2 separate regions of the Mus musculus genome follow, and region 2 is linked to region 1. A link is a contact called in public promoter capture Hi-C data. All regions are on one chromosome and are shown on one strand. The core of a region is the stretch at or near the end of the contact, and the rest is flanking DNA. Distances in the headings are between cores, read along the strand shown.

What was found. Promoter capture Hi-C pulls out the DNA fragments that hold promoters and counts their contacts.
Region 2: a promoter capture Hi-C map of liver shows a contact between it and region 1, with 2.6 times the contacts expected there. A contact is called at or near these places in 5 of 39 promoter capture datasets (the 3T3-L1 cell line, embryonic stem cells, hippocampal neurons and 2 more), 2 of 130 datasets of targeted methods (embryonic stem cells and pancreatic cancer cells) and 1 of 9 other capture datasets (embryonic stem cells).

Annotation. Positions count from the first base shown.
Region 1 is chr19:38,093,292-38,098,852 of GRCm38.p6, forward strand. It overlaps Ffar4 (free fatty acid receptor 4), which reads left to right and starts at 3,788. Exons shown (of 3, transcript NM_181748.2): 1 at 3,788-4,402. The coding sequence starts at 3,836.
Region 2 is chr19:38,369,167-38,374,801 of GRCm38.p6, forward strand. No RefSeq gene overlaps it. Among named protein-coding and RNA genes, the nearest start is that of Gm41844, 7.3 kb to the right of the region's middle.

The sequences.
Region 1 (5,561 bases), core at 2,538-5,037:
GGTGGGCGGGGAGAGAGAGAGAGAGGGAGAGTGAGAGAGAGAAAGAGAGAGAAAGAGAGAGAGAGAAAGAGAGAGAAAGCAGTAAGCATTTCCACGTAAACTCAATAGAATTTTTGTAAGAAGAGAAATAAAACCATGCTCACAGAAAGTCCCTTCTGTCCCCTCCTCCTGCTTGGTTGAAAATGTGAGATAAAGAGGAACAAAAGTCATCCACAACACTGGACTTCCCTTTGGCTCAGAAACTTACTGTCCATATTTACACTTGGTGGGTCCCTGTCTTGTTTCCATGGTTCCACCTAAGAGTGGGAGAAGCGAAGGGCACGCTAGGAGTAATTAATGGCAATCAGCTGACATTCAGCCCACGGTTTCCTGGGTTGGGTGTCTACAGAAGGGCTAGATGCCCTGATGACTCTACAGAGCCGTGTGGATGGAGGGAATCTCAAAGCATGTATGGCTAATGCCACACAGTACAAACGGAGCCCGGTGGGAGGGGAGAGGGTAGGTTAAGGGCTTACAGATCTGGTAGTGAAACTTCCATGACAAAAAATGATAACCCGTTGGGCTTTCACCGCTAAACGAGATTCCACCGCAGAGCAGACAGTAGGAAGTGATCTTGTCAAGTTTCAGACAGGTCTCTCAACCTCAGTGCTACTGGGGCTAGACAAGTGCAGAGAGGTGGGTGGTGGCTTACTGTGCAGCCCACGCTGGCCTTGAACTCAATCATTAGGATGCTTCAGCTCCCAAGGCTTGGGATTACAGGTAGATGCCACAACCGTGAGGCAGAAAAGGGACACTGGAAAATGTCCTGCCCACCCTCAGCGACACACCTTCTCCAACAAGACCACGCCTGCTCATTTTTCCCAAATAGTTCTGCCACCTGAGAACCCAACATTCAACTATATGAACCCATGGAAGCCTTTCTCATTCAAATCACCACAGTAGGCTGCAAACCCGAGCAACTTGGAGTGAAGAGGATCCAAATAATAATTTCAGAAGCTGAGACTGTTAAAGAAGATGGTGGTTTCGTCAGCTCATAAGTCCATATACTGTGTTGAGCAGAGAGCTAAACCTAAAATCCCGTTTGACTCTCATGCTAAATACATCATACATAGAAACTTCATTTGATCTTCCCAAACCTTGCATGATCCCAGCCTGTCACTATTCTGTTCTCATATATAGGGGCAGTGAAGAACTAAGAAGTGCAAAATCACACAATGAATTATGTGGTCAGCACTGTGGTCCCAGCAGACTAGTGTCTAAGCCTGTGCTCTTAACTAGTGACCATTGGTGCTCAGGGACACAGTGGTTCTAGCATCTTCCGTTCTGCACACACCAATAGCTCCAAGGAAGCTGTAGGTTACCAACCGTAGACTCACAATGGAACATCTTTAGGAAGCAGGATGCTCAAGGGTTACTGTGATAAAGAGGAGAGAGAACACAAAAGCATTATATAGAGAAGATAAGGCTACTCAAACCTGATGCCTGATTTTGTGGATTAGGGTTCCAAAGGTGCGCCCATTCCAGCAGGCTGTCACTGTAGTGGGACCATCAGTCTTGGGTCAAGTAGTTCTTTGGTCTAGGAACACACAAAGGTGATAGGAATGGAGAAGGTTTAGGAGTCTCTGCCCAAATCATTTTACCATTGGCAGAACCCCAGAGGGTATTGATAGTGAAGTCCTTCCAGTCCAGACACACCACCCTAGTTGGTTAATTAGACTTGCAAATTTCAACAAGAAGGCGTAGGAATAGAATCTTTTAAAGGTGTGGGTTATCCTGAGAGCTGGTAAACTGAGAAGACAGCGGATGGACATCCTAGAAACATCTGCATTGGCTGGCAGAGCATATAAAGAAGTGGGGGGGGGGGGGTGGGCGTGGTGGCGCATGCCTTTAATACCAGCATTTGGGAGGCAGAGGCAGGTGGATCTCTGAGTTTGAGGCCAGCCTGGGCTACAAAGTGAGTTCCAGGACAGCCAAGGCTACACAGAGAAACCCTGCCTCAAAAAAAAAAAAAAAAAAAAAAACAAAACAAAAAAAAAAACAAAAACAAAAACAAAAACAAAAAGTGAGGGAGCAGAGCCCAGTTTGGCCCCTCTGGTCAGGTGCTCAGCCACAGTTGCTCTTTCTGGAGCTGTGTGGGCTCAGACAGTTCATGAGATGCCCAGTCTGGTTTCTGCTAGTATCAACCTTAAGCTCCTCCAGGAGCATCTGAGCTGCTGTGAGGTAGTTCACTCAGAACAAACAAACCATTAACTATGCAACTGGTGATTCCTTTTTTTTTTTTTTAACAATACAGAATATGAGTGTGATTTTATAATATAGAATGTAAGTGTTCCTTTCAGTTGTCCATTCTGATCTCTCCCTCCCTCTCTCCCTCCTTCCCTCTCTCCCTCCCTCCCTTCCTCTCCTTTCCTCCCTCACTTTTCCCACCTCTCTACACAGAGCTAGTATCTCTTGACCCCAATCAGACAGTTCCCAAAGTCCCATCTCTGAGGCCCCTTCGTTTCACTCTTTTTTTTTTTTTTCTTTTTCTTTTTTTGGCTTTTCCAGCAGTGCCCAGCCCCCACTGGTTCCACTTTCCAACTTGAAGCTACCCAAACCTCCAGCTGTGCCTCTCTCCCACTGACATAGGATCTGCACATCATGTTAGAAGTCACAGCATGTACTTGGAGTCACATGCGGGTGATAAGCAGAGGCGCACATGCATGCGCTTCCAGGCACCACCGTCAACTTCAACGGGCACATGCTGTTCTTCATAAATACCTGGAGACAAACCACCAGGCAGAATAGGCAGGAGGAGAGGCCTGGGGGTGTGGCAAAGGGAGAGGGCATGAGGTCTTAGGTGGTTGGAGTACTTAGAGAAGTGGTCTTTAGATCTCAGTCCCCAAACACACTTTTAACTGACTAGTTATCTCATTTTCTAGAAAAGGAAACCAGAAGCAATGGTGGGTGGTTTAATGGCAAGAAGGAAGTCTAGGGGTCCAGGAACGTCTATTAGTCACCAAAGGCCACCTTAGCAAAGTCATTCTCGCAGAGGCTCAGGTTTCTTCTCTAACAGAATCAGAAGGTCAAGTGCTCTCACCCTGGGAGCCTGAGGCACTTTCAAAGCTTGACTGTGCACCTGACCTCTCTCCCTCCCCTCATCCTCCCTCTCACCCCTCCCTGCACTTCCGTGCTGAGTATCAAACCCAGGGCCTCCCTCACACTAGGTGTATGCTCTACACAAAGAACCAAATTCTCAGGCAAAGTAATTCTTCCTATTTTGCAAACGCAAACAAACAAACTGGTATATAAGGAGATTAACTCACCCCCAAATCAGATAAACACTGGCCCATTACAAGTTGTTTTGGGATCAACCTCCTACCTATGGGATTTCTTTAGAGCAGTCTGAACTACACTGGTCCGCACCATTTCCCAAGTTCAACTCTGACACTCTTCGATCAGGGTTAGCTTAAGTAGGATTTCAGTAATCAGTGTCCATGAAAGATGAAGAAGGCGGCCTCGGGGGCGGGGGGGGGGGGGGGGGCGGGGCAGGGACAGGGAGGCGGAGATTCTTTAATTTTCTGGCTTAAGAGCACTTAGACTGCCCAAGGGTCTGAGGTCTCTGCCTTGGTGGCCACCTTCCCACCCACGGTGTTCAGGCCAGTGTTGCCAGGCACTTCCTCGTTCCGGTGCGCCCTGGACGCAGCTCCTACGCCCAGAGCCTGGGCAACTCGGGCGGGAGGGTGACAGAGGGGAGGTGTCGCAACCTCCTCCCTCCCTCTTTCCCCGCCTTGGCATTCAGTTACCTCGCAGATGAGCGCTCTCTCAGACAGCGGCGGGCGGCCGGGCGCCCGGCATGTCCCCTGAGTGTGCACAGACGACGGGCCCTGGCCCCTCGCACACCCTGGACCAAGTCAATCGCACCCACTTCCCTTTCTTCTCGGATGTCAAGGGCGACCACCGGTTGGTGTTGAGCGTCGTGGAGACCACCGTTCTGGGGCTCATCTTTGTCGTCTCACTGCTGGGCAACGTGTGTGCTCTAGTGCTGGTGGCGCGCCGTCGGCGCCGTGGGGCGACAGCCAGCCTGGTGCTCAACCTCTTCTGCGCGGATTTGCTCTTCACCAGCGCCATCCCTCTAGTGCTCGTCGTGCGCTGGACTGAGGCCTGGCTGTTGGGGCCCGTCGTCTGCCACCTGCTCTTCTACGTGATGACAATGAGCGGCAGCGTCACGATCCTCACACTGGCCGCGGTCAGCCTGGAGCGCATGGTGTGCATCGTGCGCCTCCGGCGCGGCTTGAGCGGCCCGGGGCGGCGGACTCAGGCGGCACTGCTGGCTTTCATATGGGGTTACTCGGCGCTCGCCGCGCTGCCCCTCTGCATCTTGTTCCGCGTGGTCCCGCAGCGCCTTCCCGGCGGGGACCAGGTGAGCGCTGGCTGCGTGCAACGCAACAAGTATCCAGGCGGGCTGCTGGTGGGAGGCAAGGATCTGACCAAAGCCGTGGGCCGGGGGTGGGGGTGGGGGATAGTGACTAGTAACAATAATAGGTCGTGGGTGGAATTGTATCCTTTTTGGCAGACCCAGTGCCCAATACTCTGGAGTTTAATTTCGTCAGTTTACCCACAGTGCCAAGTGGGTAAGTAAATCCTCACAAGTGTTAAGGGGGCCTTCCCGGACTTTTTGCAAACTGCAGAGACTATTATGAGGCTAATTAAGCAATGGGAGCTTACAGCCAGGTGGGACACAGGGTGCGAGGTGGCTTCTCACAGAGTTTCTGCTTTCTCTCCAAATGTCACGCTACTGTTATTATCGCATCTATTTAACAGACAAAGAAGCTGGGGCACCCAGCATCTTCCTTATTGCTGGGCTCCTGCTTAGAAGAGCAGTCTCAAGGAGAAATCCTACAGTAGTGGGATGTCCCCTGGGGGAAAGGTTCCTGTTCCCGCATATACTCTGACCAGAAATGCTGGTTATGTGAACCCCACTCACCCCCCTCCTCAGCCCCCAAACCTCCGAACACAGAGGAGGGCTTCCAGGGTTGGCAGTGTCCACAGACCAATCGCTTTTTTTTTTTTTTTTAATTGAGGGCAAGGGTGGATGAAGGCTACACCCTGACAAACGGTATCTTAAAAAAAAAAAAATCAACCCCCCCAACTCACAGAGGGGAGTGTTTGTTTGGTACTGACTTTGAATGACTAATAAGCAGAAACCAATCAGGCCTGTGACTCTTCATTAAAGAACACATAACCATGTGACCATGTGTACCTGGTGGGTACAGGTGATGCAGGGTTAACTGAGCTGATGGGTACTGCTGGCCTAGAAGAGACCAAGGAAGATCCCTCTTTCACTCCAGGCTTGTCCTTAGTCCAGATACACCTGAGCATCAGGGCAGGCCACATGGATGCTTCCAGAAAGCTCAGATCTAACTCCTCACCAAAGGGACCAGCTAGGTCACATGCATGTCCAGCTGGCCACATGTGGATACTAATGTGGATAGCTATGAACATGTCCCAACATGGATGGCAATGCTGTGACAGTCTCAAAATGTTGGGTAGCCCAATAAGGGGGCAGCTCTGCCTTCGGT
Region 2 (5,635 bases), core at 2,240-4,739, 280 kb after region 1:
GGCTGGTTACTTGCTCCACCTCTTGACCTAGGGTTGACTTTATTTAGCTCTTGGGTTAAGGATGTGTGCTAGGGCTGAGCCACACCACAACGAGATTTTTCCAGTTCACAATCTTAGGGTTTACAATGTGATCAGATTTTCTAACATCCTATAACATTTAAAGGCCTCTAGTCTTTACATCTGACTTGGTTTTGACACATAGTAAACACACAGGTGACATGTATAAATATGTAAGTTTTAGAGTTCAGTCTCGATAGAGACTGTGATAACCGTTTTGGAACTCAGGCCCTCTCTCTCTCTCTCTCTCTCTCTCTCTCTCTCTCTCTCTCTCTCTCTCTCTTTGGAGTTGAGTACACTGTGGCTGTCTTCAGATACACCAGAAGAGGGCATCATATCCAATTACAGATGGTTGGGAGCCACCATGTGGTTACTGGGAATTGAACTCGGGACCTCTGGAAGAGCAGTCAGTGCTCTTAACTACTGAGTCATCTCTCCAGCCCAGACCCAGTGTTTCCAAGGTTCTGATATAATATATATAGATATATAGATATAGATATATAGATATATATATCCTCCCTTGAGGAAATGCCTCCATGGGATCCAGTTGTAAGGCATTTTTTCAATTAGTGATCAAGGGGTTGGGGAGGGCCCATTGTGGGTAGTACCTTCCTTGGGTTGGTAGTCCTGGGTTCTATAAGAAAGCAAGCTAAGCAAGCCAGGGGAAGCAAGCCAGTAAGAAACATCCCTTTATGGCCTCTGTATCAGCTCCTGCTTCCTGACCTGCTTGAGTTCCAGTCCCGACTTCCTTTGGTGATGAACAGCAATGTGGAAGTGTAAGCTGAATAAACCCTTTCCTTCACAACTTGCCTTTTGGTCATGATGTTTGTGCAGGAATAGAAACCCTGACAAAGACATATATAATTCTAACTATGGCAGTGCCCTTCATACTAGTCATTACTAATCATGTATAAACTATGCTAAAATGTAGTATCATTCAGCAAATGAGATGAATCAAACAGAACCCAGTTAGACAAATTCCACAAATACTGGTGGAAGAAGTCACATAAAAGCATGCTCTGTTAATCCATTTTGTGCCGCCATAACAGAAAACTCAAGACTGGATACCTTTTTGAAGAATAGAATTTGTTTTACAGTTCTGAAGGTCCCTAAGGTCCAAGGTCAAAGGGAGGGATTTCTTGCTGCCTCACCCCATGACGGAAGGCAGAAGGGCAAGAGGGCACATGCATTAGAGGCACAGGGGATGGCGACTAACTCATCTTTCTTAGAAACCTATTCTTGCAGTGACGAACGCACTCCAGGTTAATGACATTAACCTACTCAACTGTAGGCCAGCTCATTTCTTAAAGGTCCCATCTCTCAACACTGCAACATTGAGGATTGCATTTCCAATTGTGGGGTTCAGGAAATTGCCATACCAACCACGAATACACCAATCTCAGTTAAGCAAGAAAAGTTTATTGAACACACACCATAATACTGGACGTCCAGGTCCACGAGAAGGAAAAACCTAATTGTGGCACCAGTCTGCTCTCAGGGTAGACTTTTTATAGGGAAAACCAGGTTCAAAAGTTTAAAGGGCAAGGAGGGGAGCAGATGGCTCACTAGGCAAAGTATTATCAGCTAACCTTTAAGCTGCTTGGTCCTGGGTAAGGCAAGGGAGGTGGTGGATGGGTGGCAAACAGGGGAATTTCAGAAGATTCAGATAACAGAGCACAAGTATTATAATCACAACATTTTGGCTTACTAGTAGCATTCTTCAGTGTTACCCACAAAAATCACAGTGAGCTCATACATAGATGCAGGAAGGGCTGCCCTGTGGTTAGCTCTGACCCAAGATAATTTAGACATAACAGTTCATACCGACCTTTGATTTGATGGGTCCTACATAAACCTTTGTGGAATGTCTTAAGACTAACTAGCAAACCTCATACTGCTCATTCAGAGCATAGAGAACAAAACAGGGTGTGTGGTCAGCATGTCCTTGAGCCAAGTCACTTCTCTGTGTCAGTGACTGGCAGGCATGTTACAGCAACAATGTTAACTAGCTGGCAGGCATGGACCAAAATGGCTACAGCTATAGGGGTTGGGGGTCTGGCCAATACATAATATCAACTTCTGAGGGCACACTCAAAGCATAGCAGATGAAAACTACATAAACACCTGAGGTTTAGATAAGCAGATAAGTGTAGTTTAGAAGTCTGAAGAGCTTATCTTTGGAGGGTATAGTGAAGAGCCATCCATGGAGTGGCCATTTTGAGAACTATTCTCTGCTTCTCTCTCTCTCTCTCTCTCTCTCTCTTAAGATTATTTATTTATTTTATGTATGTGAGTACACCATTGCTTTCTTCAGACATACTAGAAGGAGGCACCAGATCCCATTGCAGATGGTTGTGAGCCACCATGTGGTTGCTGGGAATTGAACTCAGGATCTCTGGAAGAGCAGTCAATACCCCTTAACCACTGAGCCATCCCTCCAGCCCCTATTCTCTGTTTCTTGATCTGGGTCATGTTGACATGAGCATGCTCAGTGAGTGAGCTTTCTTTGAGCTATACATTTCCATGGTTTCGGCAGTAGTTGAAACTACACCATCAAATACTGGATTTCAGAAGGCATTGGAGGCTTGGTTGATTTATAGGCCCAGTATTGCCTGGGTGGATGGTGTATCTTGGTGGTCCATACTTGGCTGACAATATAGCAAATAGATAAATGGAATCAAGAAACCATTGATAAATGACTTATATATAATTATGGATCTTGTTAGTATCGTTATACAATTGTTTTTCTTCATTTCATAGCATTCTACTCCAAGAAGAGTGTGGTTTCTCAGAGATACCACAAACCCTAATGCAAACCACGGAGTATCACGATTGTAGCAATAGCTGGCAAAGCATGCTGCCAGCTCAGTGGTCTCAGAGTTAAAGCCAAAAGATCAGGTGAAAGAAATTGCTCTAATGAGGTGCTGCTCTCAAAAGCCTGAAATCCTGTTAATGCCCTGCCTGAGAAGCAGGGGAAAACTGTCCAGACCACCCACTGAAGTATCTAAAGTCTTGAATTCTAATCCCATCTCTGCGCCTCCCTTTTAGTGTGACTGTAAGCAAATCAGTTGACATCTCTAAGCTTCACTTTCCCCATCTGTAAGTTGAAGATAAAACACACACCTTAAAGAGAAAAAAGAGCGTTTGCATCTGGTGTTGGAAATGAATCCTCTCATCTTCTTAGCCGCTAAATAGTTTTCTTCTTCTATTTTCTATAGGAGAAAACAAGATCGGGGAAGGGGGAGGCTCAGATGGGAGTCATCACTCTCCTGAAACCACAGGGCTGGTTAGTGAACGGGACTCCAGAGCCTGGCTTTTAACAATTACTGAACTGCCTGGTTAAATTCCCCGGGGGTCAATGAACCGATGCACCTAATTGTGTGTGGCATATTTGGAGCATTTCAGAAACGTTAATGATTAAAAGGAGAGCAGAGTGGAACCCAGATATTGGACCATAACAAATCTGAGGTTAACAGGGATCATCTCTGAGCATGCCCAGTCTCCAAGCATAGATAAGTTCACAGAGGAAGGTAAAGGTTCCCGGGGTGTTAGGAATAATTTATGTACATAGGAGCCACGGTTCTCAGGAACTGATTGGAGAGAGAGGATCTACAAAGAAACACGCAACAAGGTCTGCAGGGTGCCCTCTGCCCAGGAAACTGCAGGGGTGCAGCCCTCTGACTCGAGGCCAGGAGAGCTAGGAGAATCAGAGAGCTCTCCAGCCACATATACCCCGACCCCTGTCTCCCAGGCCAGTTTGTCAAGCTTGGAGCAGAGAGCCGAGGTCTGGATCCTGTAGTCTGAGTGAGAGTAGGCAATGCCAAGGCCAGTGAGAGGTCATCTGTGAGAGGTTGGGACCCTGTCTCTTTCGTCTCCCATTTCATCTCTGTTGTCTAGTGTAAACACTTAGATGTTAGCCAAATCTGCTACATTTTTAAAAATGGGATGAAGATAAATACATCAGGGTCTAGAAGGGAAACGGACATAAATATTTCAGATGGAACACAGGACTTCAAAGAAACCTCCAAAGTCTTACAAGAGTCGTACACTCTGTCTCCAGAGAGTAAAACTGTAGAACCCCGAGTTCATATGTTTTACTACTGGTAATATTTAGCTACAAAACTCTGAAAGGCTGGGAAGGCACTAAACCAGGTTTTCTCTCCCCTCTTAGCTTTTCTGTCTCTGGTGCTCATCGTTAGATCCCAAGCCAGCTCAGGCTGCTGCCCAGGTCATGTTCATTTACAGCTGAGTCTCTCCCCTCCCTCACAGCTGATTTTCACACAGCTCCCAGGCTAATATACTCTCCTCAGTCCCATTTGTCACCCAGCAATCAGAGACAGCCTGGCTGCCAGCTCTGTATAAAGGATCCATCAATCACATGACATAGACCCTCTTTCCTTCTTCTGAGAAGGGACATTACCACCCCACTAGGCCACATGGGCCTGAACTCTCCTTAGAGTTCCCATCATGTCTGTCTGTCTGACGTCTGTCTGTCTGTTTATAGTGTTAATTACCCTCTGAATAAATCTTATTCAACAGGACAGACTGTCTCAGTGTCTCCTAAACCCAGAATGTTTTTTCTCTTCTCTGTAGTTAGGAGCCAGAACTGAAGCGTGGCCAAGGCTGGTGCTAAGGATCATAGGTAGCTCATGTGTCTTGGTGGGGATGTAGACCCAAGTTAACTGCAACTATGGCTCTAGGTTCCCATGGAGCCTTTTGCTAATGTTCTCTTTGGATTAGTTTGAGATAGAGTCTCCCAGTGTAGCCCAGGATGCCTCCCAGTGTAGCCCAGGGTGCTCTGTGACTCCCCATCCTCCTGCCTCAGGTTCTCTCATACGGGAATTGCAGGCATGTGGCTCCTGCCTGGCTACACTGCTGCTACATTTGCTGACTCCTACATACTCTCAGAAGGGGTTTCTCTGGGAAGTTTTACCCATTTAAGGGTAGTTGGTGTATGGGGTGGGGTGGTAGAGTTCTATTAGCTTCATTAACATGCAAAAAGCCCTGGGTTTGATCCCTAGCACTGCATAAACCAAGATTAGATAGAGGGAAAAGGACTGGAAGTTCTTGGCTACACAAAGACCTCCAGGGCAATCTGAGCTATATGAGACCCTGTCTCAAAAATTACTCATTAAATAACTACAAAACTGAAAAAATAGACATTCCCATAATGGTTACAATTTTCACCATTTTGAATACAGAGCTCGGTGGTATTTATTTACATTATCACTGCTGTCTATCCACAGAACTCTCATCTACCTAAACTGAAACCACACCCACTAAGCACTATCCCCCATTCCTTCCCCACCCCACCCCACACCCTGGCAACCACAATTATACTTCCCATCCCTATGAATCTGATTATGCTAGGCCCTTCTAACAAGTAAAGCCATACAATTTTGTCCCTTGGGTTTGATTTATCTCATTTGCATAAAATTATTAAGATTTATCCATGTTGTAACTTTGAATGCTGAATAATATTCTCTTATATGAAGTATATCATATTTGCCGTATCTATCGGTGGGCATTTGAGCTGTATTCACCTTTTGTCTATGTTGATGATGCGTCTGTGAACCAG